2 separate regions of the Sus scrofa genome follow, and region 1 is linked to region 2. Evidence: chromatin contacts called from public Hi-C data. All regions are on one chromosome and are shown on one strand. Each heading gives the region's core, a stretch centred on a gene start, on an enhancer-like site or on the middle of the called end of the contact. The rest is flanking DNA. Distances are from core to core; before and after follow the strand shown. Region 1 overlaps ZNF516 (zinc finger protein 516). Region 2 has its middle 55 kb from the start of ZNF516.

Evidence for each region. Hi-C and Micro-C count contacts between places; a contact is called where the count stands out from the background.
Region 1: a Hi-C map of skeletal muscle shows a contact between it and region 2, with 8 times the contacts expected there. The contact joins two enhancer-like sites. A contact is called at or near these places in 3 of 47 Hi-C or Micro-C datasets (embryonic fibroblasts, liver and skeletal muscle) and 1 of 2 datasets of contacts at active chromatin or transcription factors (skeletal muscle).

Annotation. Positions count from the first base shown.
Region 1 is chr1:148,021,830-148,027,700 of Sscrofa11.1, forward strand. All of the region lies in intron 1 of ZNF516 (zinc finger protein 516), which reads left to right. Among named protein-coding and RNA genes, the nearest start is that of ZNF516, 37 kb to the left of the region's middle. Within about 2 kb of position 1,397, at least 36 of the 83 cell types and tissues checked have an H3K27ac peak or open chromatin away from gene starts, as enhancers often do. A contact at or near this core is called in skeletal muscle, where this site is marked.
Region 2 is chr1:147,929,437-147,935,781 of Sscrofa11.1, forward strand. No RefSeq gene overlaps it. Among named protein-coding and RNA genes, the nearest start is that of ZNF516, 55 kb to the right of the region's middle. Within about 2 kb of position 2,670, at least 12 of the 83 cell types and tissues checked have an H3K27ac peak or open chromatin away from gene starts, as enhancers often do. A contact at or near this core is called in skeletal muscle, where this site is marked.

The DNA of each region.
Region 1 (5,871 bases), core at 147-2,646, 91 kb after region 2:
TCATTCACTGTGCTTGAAAATATATTTTTAGAGAGCAAGGCAGGGTGACTCCTAGAGCCCTGTGACATCATGTCCTTGTCAAGAACTGCTCTTTGTAAACATTCTCTGATGGTTCACTCCCCTTAAGAGCCGGAGATGTCTAGCTGCTTTTCAGAGGTGCTGCGTTGTTAGTGATCGGCTTGGTCAGGTTACAGCAGCTACTGGTGGTAATGGCGCTGGAAAATTTAAATGGGTTGTATAGTATATGCACGTTATAGAGAAAAACAGTTTGGGGAAGATTTGTCCTCTTAGACTTTTGATCCTCTTAAAGTATTGATTGGTGTTAGTACAATGGCCAACAACATCTTACCTACCAAACCCTACCAAAATGTCCTCGATTCAGGGTATTTTTACAGACCATGTTTCCTTAGAATTCAGTAACATTGATTATTGAAGTATTTATCCTCTGGGTGCTCTTAATAAAGGGGTCTTGGGCGGCTGAGTTCTGTGCTAAACAGAACGACCTCAGAAGGTGATGTTTAACAGAATATTTTACGGCTTATTGCACGTCGTCATCTCTCTTTGTTTTCTTGGGCACAATTCTTTCCTTCATTTTGTGGGGTGACTTCTAAGTGCTCTCACAAAAAGCACAGGAGAAAGAGATAACATTTGATAGGTATTAATCTCGATCTGTTTTCTTATACTGAGAGAGAAGTGTTGGTTTTAGGTTAGAGGCTGGAAAACAGGTCAGTGTATGTGTATGAGTGTTGGGGGTAAATATTGCCCTGTGCTGTTGATTTATGTGGAATAAAATACAGCTTTATTTCTAGAAACAAATTTTAATTCAAATACATTTATAGTCAGCTAATAGTCATTTCAGAAAGGTGTGGCTGGTTGACTAGGAAGTGTTCCATAGCAAGAAAATACAGTGAGTTTCTGCCCATGACTCTTTTGTTTTCATTGCTGATAATTTCTAAAAAAATTTTTTTTTTATTGGACATTGGTGGCAGTGTCTACACTTTTGAATTTAGGCTGAGTCAAAACCTATAAAGCCACTTTTAAATGGCATTTTCCCTGCAGTTTATCGAAGGCCTTTTGATGTTCCATGTTTGTTTAAAAAAAGAAATCAATGAGACTTCATTTTCCCTGGCGTTCCCCAAGTTTTCAGTGTTTCTGTATTAGTGGAAACGTTGGCTTTAATCAGCTTGATGCAGGATGTAAAAAGAGTGAAAGTAAAAACTTGTGCTTTTGTGGTTCCTGTCTGAATAGCGAGTTATTTTCCTCTGTTTTTTGTAAAGCGCCCAGCACCCCTCGGTGACGACAGATTTCATGGAGTCGCCCCGTTTGGGAGAGATGCAGGTCTAAGCTTCTGGAAATGCAGCTCTTGGTGGAAATGTTGACAAGATCATTAACTAGGCCGGCAGCGCTGGCCTCTGCAGGAAGCTGGATTTGCTGCCAGATCCCAGCTCTTTGTGGCTGGCCAGGGGCTCCAGCGGACACCTATCTGCAGAAAATCACAGAGCCAGCTCTGGCTCCCATGCTTTTCCTTTTTTTCTTTCTTTCCTTTTTTTTTTTTTTTTTTTTTTTGTTAAGTTCACTCTTATAAGGACAAATAGATTGATAAGATCACTACAGACTCCAGAAATAGTAAATAAAGGCTATCCGTAGTGTGTTCATTATGGAGAGCAGACGAAAAAGCAAGTAAAACAACGCTTCTTTCCTCTTGAGAGAAAAAAGCCAGCACCTTTAGTTTTATTTTGATGCCTCTTTATTAAAGTCTCCAGAACCATTTTGGACTTGCCAGGATCTGTTATTCGTGGCAGGGGAAAGAAAACTGACACATCCTCCCTCCTTCATTCTTGGCCTTTTCTGAATGTAATCAATAATTATGTTGTGTGTTCATCTGCTTTTTTTTTGGTTCCCTCCCTGTAAGATCAGATTGGACTACGAACGTTTATATTTTAGTAGGAGGAGAGAGCTTGTACATTAATGTTAATTTGTATTTTGTTTAGCAAGTGTGTCGTGAACTGTCTTTGCTGTTAGGGTTTGTTCTGTCGGAAGGTGAAGATGGTGTCTGTCTGTCCTCGGCCAGGCGTGTGTTGGGTTTTTGACACATGGTGGTAAACTACTTTATCAACGAGAAGCTACTTGCTGATTAACGTTTAGGTCACCTCTGTGTTTCTGCTGTAAGTGAGGTACAGAATCGAAGGGAGTCTTGCTTTTAAACGATTGTGATTGTGCCGAGTTTGCATAATAAACCCTTATTAGGGACAGTGAGTTACATGTGCGCCCCCCCCCCCGTTGGCACTGGCGTTGATTTATTGGGGGTGGGGGCGCTAAGAAATTAAAAGGAAGCTTTGTTGAAGGATGGAATTTTGTCACCTCATGTCCTGTACAAAGCATTTTTGAGGCTTACCTTGAAAACGAGTGCTTTTGGCAGAAATGTCCCAGCACATTGTTCTCCAGGGCTGCTCAGAAACCGGTCAGTGGGGCTCGAGTGCTGCACCCCACGCCCCGGGAGAGGGGGTCTGTGCCCCGCCCCCAAGTGGGGGCGGGGCTGGAGCAGGGCGGTGAATGCAGCGATTCTGGCTGCTGCGTTCATTTCTCCTTGTTAGAGTGGAACCAAGGTTTGCTTATAATGGATTATTGATTGGCCCTGCCATCAGCGCCCTCGCTCCCCGAGCTGTGAATGCGCCACTTCATGGGGCGGCTGGGGACCCAGGTCTAGGGACTCTGAGCCTGGGATTGTTAATCTGAGGCAGATTGGCATGTGGGGAGAGGAACTCCTCATTGTTGTCATGGAATTTCTCCCCATTTGTTCGAAGAATGGGCTTTTTGTCTCCGCAGTAGATAAGCTTGTGCAGGATGTTAATGGTGTATTTTAATTCATGGCTCATAATACTGCAGTGTCACAGGGGAAGGCCCACTGCATTGTGTGCAAGAGGACAAATGGGCAGTTTGCTGAGACAGACGGCCAGGCCGGCACCCAAGGGCCTGTGCCCCCGGTCTGCCCAGCAGCTGGGCAGAAAGCGCTGCCTCACAGTCGCCCTCAGGAGGCGACTTTTTAAATTGTATGAGGTGTCTTCTGGAGGCAGGATATCCTGTAAATAAGTACTCTGAGTGTTCTGTCTGCCCTGAGCTGTTTTCTTTTTAAGGGCATCTTCCCAATATCACCAAGTCCTTACATTTTCCCAACTCTCCTGGAACCCTCCCTGGGAGAGCAGGGCCTTCTGTAGTCTCAGGCCTGCTCCCTCCTCCTCCTGGAAGCTCCTGACACCCACCCCCTAGGGTGACCTAGGGAAAAGGGAGAGACCACAAGGCATGGGGAAGCCAGCCTATTTCTTAGCATCATGGTGTGGTTAATTAATGAACTAGAATGGAAGAGATGTATTTGACAGACAGTGTGAGCTTTGGGCTTTGCTTCTGTAAAATGAGAAGCAGCAGAGTAGGTGCTGGACAGGCCCAGTCCTGCTTCCCTGTGGCCCCTTCCAGCTTCCCTTGGGTCTGGGGTCTGGTTTGGGTCCCTTTAAAGAAACTAAAACTCGCATAGTTGTTATGCAAATGACCCTAAACGTCAGCGGTTATTTGAACATTAACCTTCTAATTCCTGTTTCAGGATGCCATTTTGATGGAACCGACTTTGATGGTTTGGGGAAAATCAGCCCCAAACCATTTGGCCTTTGCTTTGCTTTGGTTTACTTCACAGAGCAGAAAGTGGCATGATTTCCTCTAGAGTCAGACCTTGGCTTACTGTGTAAAAATACAGGAGAGCATACCGTTCACCTGGATATTGCCATATTTAACTGGTTGGAAAGTGATTTTTCAAACCAGAGAGGAGAACCTCCTGAAGCCTTGCTGGATTTGGGCCTGGGGATGTGATGAGAAGGATTCTCCTGAGGTCCTCCCAAGCCGCTTCATTCTGGCTTCTGGGCTGATTTGTGGTGCCTGCACAAAGGCTGCACCCAAAGACATTTGGGTGTATGCCTTGAGTGACACAGAGACAAGCCTCTGGAACACCAGCAAGCAACCTCTTAAAATAAAGTACTGCTTGCTTTTGGACAGTTTCATATTTTCAGATGATTTTTTTTCTTTGACTTTTGAATACCAGAATTAACAAAAGGTAATTTCCCCAAACTGCATTCCTTAGAGCCATTTGAGCTTCCTGGGGGTCTGGAGAGGGGAAGAGGGGGGAGGAGGAGGGGGTGGCGATGGGGGAGGCATGAGGATGGGGGAGGGCTCACCCCGTAGCCCCCAGCAGCTCTGCTTTCCATTGTGTTACCTACTGGAGGTATAAGCGGGAGTTATTTTTTTTACCTTCTTTTATCCAAAACCCATCAGAATGGATAGAGTGAGTAGCTAATGAACATCTATCTGTACATCAGCATCTGGCCCTAGCAGTTTTTAGCGTTTGATGCTCTTGCCTTCTCTTCTTTTTTGGAAACTGCCTCCAAGATATTTCATCACGCATCTTTAAAAACTAAGAACGTTCTCCTGTTTTACCAACCTAACAAAAAGTAATAGCAATAGTAATTCTCAAGTATTGTCTAACATCCAGCCTGTATTCAAGTTTACTTTTTATGGAGTCTGGAGCTAAAACGGGTTTGAACATGTCTGCTGTGGACGATTGTAGCCATTGGTGGAAGACGTAATTGTGTTAAGTAATCTTTGTAGTGAACCACGCAGGGCCCAGTGAATATGTAGGTGTTATTATTTAGCCATTTCGAATGTAACTTCCTATACTACTGTTTCATCCTTTTGAACTTATTAAACCAAATAGAGTCACCGCAAGTGACTGGGTATCTTTGGGTACTGCACTGACATTCATTCATTTATTTAACTATTAATAATAATAATAATAATACCAATTAGGTATTTTGACAAGGGGCTAAACATTGTACTTTGTACTTTTTTATAAGGTTAATTTAAACCTTATAAAATGCTGTAATATAGTTATCATTACCATCATTTACATTTAAAAAGTGAAGAAATGGACCAAAGAACTGTGAGGTTAAGATACCGGCTCAGGGTCACTCAGCCAATCCCCATGAGCAGCAGAGCTGGATTTGGATCTTGGGTTACCCCCTCAAAGCTCTGGGCCTGGACCATCTCTGACAGCGGTGGATGCCCACTCCCAGCTTGGCTCTGGGCTGGCATCAGCGTCAACGGTGTTTGGTGAGCCTGCCTTCACTAGTGTGATGCCTGACACACGAGTGACAGATTCTAGGAGCTGTGATTGTAGCACGTCCAGACGTGCACTGGGATAGGGCCAGGGGAGTGCAGTGTGCAGGGGGACCTGGTCACGGGGTGAAGGGGGTCAGGAAAGGCCTCTTAGAAGGACCATACCTGAGAAAGTGGACGGTGGGTGGAAACAACACATGGGAGGGCCCTGCGGTACGAGTGATCGTGCGTCCATTGGGCTGTGGGGCGGGTGCGCTGCCATGGGTACAGGCATGAGACCCCAGCAGGACAGGGCTTAGGCCTGCAAGAGCCCAGAGGGGAGTTTGGGCCTCATGTTAAGGGTGTGAAGGGTTGATGCCCCAGAGAGGCCACCCAGCGCTGTGCTTGGGAAGATGACTTTTGTTTGAAATGAAGGTGAGCCTGTGGATTCAAGTGTGAATTGGAGGCGCAGCCACCAGGATGCTGGGGCTCCTCCTGGATCTGTCGCTCTGAAGGCTGATCCCAGAGAGATCCCTGGCTTCCCTGGGGAGACGGGCCACCTTTGCCAAGGCAGGTCCTCACTTCCCTTCCTCTATGCTGCTGCTGTTTTCTGTGTGGCTGCACTTTCTTCCGACTTCCGGGCCCCTTGGAGCCAAGGCTGTTGCTTAGTTACCTGAGCCCTTAGGTTCCATCAGTGGCCTGGCGCCCAGTAGGCTCTCAGTAGTTGTGATGAAA
Region 2 (6,345 bases), core at 1,420-3,919:
ATGCTGAGCCTAAAGGGAAAAAAACCTCAGGTGCTGGCTAATAGGCACATCCTGCAGCCCAGCCACACCTAGGTCCCACCACTCATGCTATAGACTGAATTATGTCTCCCTGGCCTCCAGTAGATATATTGGAGCCCTACCTCTAGTGCGATGGATTTGGAAGTGGGGGCCCCTGGGAGGTGATAAGTCAGGAGGATGGGGCCCTATGATGGGATTAGTGCCTTGTGAGGACAGGAGGAGACCAGAGCTTGCTTTCCCTGCCATGTGAGGACACAGCCAGAAGGTGGCCTTCTGTGAACCAGGAAATGGGCTCCTGCCAGACACCCAATCTGCCAGCATCTTTTCTTGGTCGTCCATCCTCTAGGGTATGAGAAGCAAATGTCTTTTTTTAGGCTCCCAGGCTGTGGCACTCTACATGGCAGCCCAAGGTGACTCAGGCAACTTTCACTCTATGGCCCAAAGCCAGCAACAAGGACTGGACACAGCTGATGCTGGTGGGGACCATAAACAAGACCAACCCCTCAGGCAGATATGGCAAGTCTCCTCCTTCCCATGTTGCAAAGGGGTTTATTAATGGCATCACGATCTGCTGACCTGGACATCTTTTCACAAGTCAAGTTGAGGAGAACCATTCTCAATGACAAATTAAAAGGGACTTATGTCCCTCACTCTAATTCTTTTTTTTTTTTTTTTTTAAGGGCCGCACCCACAGCAGAGGGAGGTTCCCAGGATAGGTGTCTAATGGGAGCTGTAGTCACCAGCCTATGCCACAGCAATGCCAGATCGGAGCCGCATCTACAACCAACACCAGGTGGCAATGCCAGATTCTTAACCCTCTGAGCTAGGCTAGGGATCGAACCCTCAACCTCATGGTTCCTAGTTGGATTCGTTTCCGCTGCGCCATGATGGGAATGAACACTAATTCTTCTTAGCAGTTGCTTTTGTGCCATCATCTGCCACCTGACTGGGCTTAGCCCCACAAGGATGGCAGGAAAGGAGCATGGGCGATCCCACTGGCTGGAGGCCATCGGCAACAACCCACAGTGTTTGACCTCACAGAGGGATGGGGAGGGAACAGAGTACAGAAAAGCGAAACAATCGGGAAAAAGCCCAGGAGGAAGTGTGTCCTTCAGAATCCCTTTCTCTCTCTCTCTTTTTTTCAATGAGCCCCATTAGTGCAAACTACATATTATAAAATGTTAATGGTCTACACCCCAGTGAGCTCTTAAGCCAAAACCAACAGAAACCTGTCAGCGTGTGGACATAAAGCTCTCTCCAGTATTCCTGTTCGCTGACTTGCCACAAACCTAAAATGCTGCGTCATTTCTGAAGAAGACTGGATATACCCTGGAGGGTGGGCTGCAGCATACGCCTGCAGGAGAGATGCAGAAGAGTCCCAGGGCGTGGGAGAGACCTGCAGCTTTCCAGCTGAGAAGGTGCCACCTCTCTGACACAGAGCATTCCAGAAGGTAGTTTGGATTCAGGCATCTACTTTCCAAGTTGCCCACTCACTTCCATGATTGAAAGAGATGGCCACTCACAGGCAGTGCCACTGAAGTCTCTCTCGTCTCAGCTGATGTGGAAGGAGGAGTGCTTCCTCTGGGTGTGAAGTCTATACTCTCACACCCCACCAAGCTTTGGATCTTTCCAGGGCGGTGTTCATTCAGAGACCCGTCACCTGTGGAGGGGAATGACAGATTTCTCATCCTGACATCTTCACAGAGACACATTCTAAGGAGCCCTCCTAGCCCTTTGGACAGCCTCCCTCCCTGCCTGCTTGGGTGAGTCTGACACAAATTAGAACTATATTTGGGTGTTTTCTTCTCAGTTCCTGCCCTCCCCCACACAGCTTCTTTTATACAAATACCAGCATCTCACTGTTACTCCCAGCTGGAATCACCCTCTGATTTCCGCAGTGCCTGCGTCCAGTATATGTCTGCTTCCTGTTCCTGTGGCCATACGCAAGTCCCTCACTCTGCCGGGCATTTTTTTTTTCCCAGGATTTTGGAATGAATCCTTATAGAGGATCCATTTTAAACCACAAGGCTGATTGCACAGTAAGAGCTAGCATCTGGAACAGCAAATGACCGGACAGCATGGCAAAATAGAAAATATGAAACATTATCTTTTTCCTGAGTTAAAAAATATTTTAAAATAATAAAGCCAATCTGATAGCACATCAAGAAAACCTTTACTACCTTGAAAAGCTAGGAAGAAGAGCTCACTCATTTTAGGGAATATTCCATTTTTTATTTTTTTGCCTGAGTTGCACTTGTTCCAATTTTAGAACATCATTACCTTTGCAAAAATGGATTTTGCTTTACAAGCATTCTCACACGTTTGCCCTTCTGTAGGTACTAATGTCACGTTCAGCCGAAGGAAAACAACAAGCCATACATCAGTGTATCAATGAGCAAAGTAATTCCAGGGCACACAGGAAGCATTCTCATTCCTCACTTCCTCAGGTGCAATTGCAAGATGGACAAGATTTTGCAGTCTTCTCAGCTCCACCCATCTGAGCGCCGCCTGCTCTTGTGGAATAGTTATCAAATTGCTCTAGCAGCGAAGGGGTAAAAGGAAATCTTAACCCGGGCCGTGACACCCCCCAAGGATGTATTTCACCTCCTGATGGCACTGCGGGAAAGTGGGCTGCCACATGCAAATGACCTGAGCAGATCCACCTTCCGATTGGCCGAGGAGCCTCCCGCCCACTACCTGAAACTTGAGTCTGGCCGTGAATACACACAGGTCAAATTCAAGGAAAAAACCATCTCAGAAATGCTCCCTGCAACAAGCAATTTCCCCCAAGAAAGGGATTCTGTAGGACAGTTTGGAACACACATACATTGCATATGAACATCATTTGTTAAATCAAATGATAAAATATTAAATAAATCTTTTTTAGCTCCCAAATACTAAAAGTCTGTGTATTCTGCAATCACAATGAATCAGCAAGTTGTTTTTTCAAGACTTCAAGTTAGTGAAATTGCCCTATCATTTAAACTAAAGCATAGCTTTGGTTTCCTAACGTGGCCAAGGCTTTAGAAAATGTAGACGGCAACATTCCAGCTCTCGGAAAGCTGATGCTTTCCTGACAACTAACATCAAAATTTGAGAGCAAGGTGAGAAGCCGGTGCAGAGATGAAGCTCTGAGTAGCAGAAGGTATCAATTCGGCAGGCTGGGCACCTGCTGGGCTCCAGACGCCCTGGGATCCTGTTAGGAAGTTGCTCATAAATGATCTGATGCCACTCCCCACAGGAACCCTGACAAATAAGTAAGATGGTGTCCATTTTACAGATGCAGAAACAGAGGCTCAGAAAGGCTAAGTAATTTTCCCAATATAGCAGAGCTAGGAAGAAAGCACAGGAGGAATTCGAGCCAAGTTTCTTTAATTTCAGCTATTATAACAGTCTTCTTTAAAATATTAAGCAAAATAAATAAATAAATAAAATATTAAGCAACTACATATTAGTGACAAATTGCTTTTTCATTATTAATGAGAAAAAAAAAAAAAACCTGCCATTATTACTTTCACCTTTGAGAACAAATTAAGAACCAGAGACACAAATACTTTCTCATTTTATCCTCCCTGAATACCACATGGCCAGGAACTTCTGAAAATGAGAGGGCTCCTTCCCCATGTAGTGGGGTCCCCTTCATGATGCAGTTCACAGAGCATTCTGCCATGCATTTCCACAGTGATTGTTGTAAGAATCCTTTCAAGTTGTACACAGCAGGTATGAGTCATTTTTCTCATTTTGCAAATGAGGAAACTAAGGTCTAGATGAGTTAAATGGTTCATCTAAGATCAGGGGGCAGAAATCTGAACCTAGATGGCTGTGTGTGAAATCCCGCCATTTCTGAAGAAAGTTAAATCTTGAGGAGCTAACACCCAATGTCTTCCCGGTTCCATCCATTCCCAGGTCTACTCATAACTTCACAGTTCCTAAGGACCTTTGGAAGATATTCTGGGGAAAATTCTCTTCTGATGCTCTAGTTACACAAATGAAATAGTTTTACACAGTCATTTTCTTTCGAAAGAGAAACATTTATATTATTGATGGACTTAGGGCATGAAGACCCGACAGTTAGCAGAAAGAAGGTCCCTTCCAACCGGCAGCACAATGTCTAAGGCGTCCTGACCTGTGGTCCATGCGTGGGATCCTCATTTACCCATAAATAACCTTTTACTGCAAAGCAAGTGGGTCCAGATAATGAATGGTCAGCCACATGGCTAATGCCAGTGGATTCATTCAAGTCCATGAGTGCTGGTATTCCCGGGCTCACATGCAGTTGAGGCCCCATTGCTCCTGCTTGCACCTTACCTGGTCCAGGCATCTGGGGATGCTGGCACACATCTGTCTGGTTACTAGGCAGCACTGCCAGCCTCTCCTCATGGGACAGAATCTGAACCACATCACCCCACAGAGCCTAGTTCAGGGATGAGGGATGATGTGTCCATGTGGCAGGTGGGAGCTGGAGTCCAGACAGGATGGTGGGAACAGGTGCATCCAACAGGAGAATGGCCAGTCCATAGTTCTTGGGCAGAGCAGGGAGAGCCATAGGAGGTGTGGAGGTGACACTGTCCAAGTCTGCTCGAGTGGCTATGACAAACACCACGGACTGGGCGACCTGGATGGCAGACATTCATTCCTCATGGTTCTGGAGGCTGAAGGTCCAACATCAAGGTGCCAGCTGATTGCTTTCTGATGAGGCCTCTTCTCTCTGATGCAGGCACCACCTTCACCCTGTGTCCTCACCTGGGCTCTCTCCAGTGGAGAGTCTCCTCCCCTTCTCATATGTACACTAGTCTGACCAGATCGGATCCCACCCTTATGACCTCATTTTCCTTAATTACTTCCTTAAAGGCCCCACCTCCAAATACAGCCACGCTAGGGCTTGCATTGAATCTGTAGACAAATTTAGGCAGTATTTTCATTCTAACATTGTCTTCCTATCCATGGACAATTTATTAGGTCTTCTTGAATTTTTTTCAAGAATGTTTTATAGTTTTCAGTGTACAAGTCTTGTGCTTCTACTGTTAAATCTATCCCTAAGTATTTCCTGTTGATGCTATTATAAGTGAAATTATTTTTAATTTCATTTTCAGGTTATATTTTCTTGTATATATAAATACTATCAATTTTTTATATTAACCTTAGTCCCACAATCTTGCTAAACTCATTTAATAGTTCTAATAGCTTTTTAATGGTGGAACAAACTTTTAAGTAGTTGTCTTTTCCTATACAATTTTTTTATAGTATAAATAAAATGAATAAAAGTTTGCCAAGCTCATTTTTAAGAAGAGTGTATCATCTTGATGACAAAATCAGATAAAGGTAATATGAGAAATGACTATACAGTTTCAAAAATCCTAAATAAAATATTAGGCAACAGATTCCAACATTATATTTAAATAATCATAAATCATAACCATGAAGAGCTTATTCCAGGAGAGTAAGGACAGTTGAGTCTTGGGAAAGTAATGAATGCTTTTCATAAGTAAAGACACCATCAATCTCCTAGAAGAGGACATAAACAAAATATTCTCTGATATCAACCTTACAAATGTTTTCTCAGGTCACTGTCCCAAGGCAGGAGAAATAAAAGCAAAAATAAACCAATGAGACCTAATCAAACTGACAAGTTTTGCACAGCAAAGCAAACCATTAAAAAAAAAAAAAAAAAGGAGAACCTATGGAATGGGAGAAAATAGTTTCAAATGATGCAACTGATGAGGGCTTAATCTCTAAAATAGACAAACAACTTATACAACTCAACAGCAAAAAAAGCCAACAACTCAATGGAAAAATGGGCAAAAGACCTGAATAGACATATCTCCAAAGGAAATATACAGATGGCCAACAAGCACATGAAAAAATACTCAATGTCATTGATTATTAGAGAAATGCAAATCAAAATTACCATGAGGTACCACCTCATACCAGTCAGAATGGCCAATATTAATAAGTCCGCAAATAACAAATGCTGGAGAGGGTATGGAGAAAAAGAATCCTCCTGCACTGTTGGGGGGAATGTAAATTGGTACAACCACTATGGAAAACAGAATGGAGTACCTTAGTAAATTAAATATAGAACTACCATATGACCCAGCAATCCCACTCTTGGGCATATAACTGGACAAAACTTTCCCTGAAAATGACACCTGTACCCATATGTTCATTGCAGCAATATTTACAATAGCCAAGACATGGAAACAACCTAAATGTCCACTGATAGATGAATGGATTAAGAAGATGTGGTATATGTACACAATAGAATACTACTCAGCTATAAAAAAGAACAAAACAATGCCATTTCAGAGCAACATGGATGGAACTAGA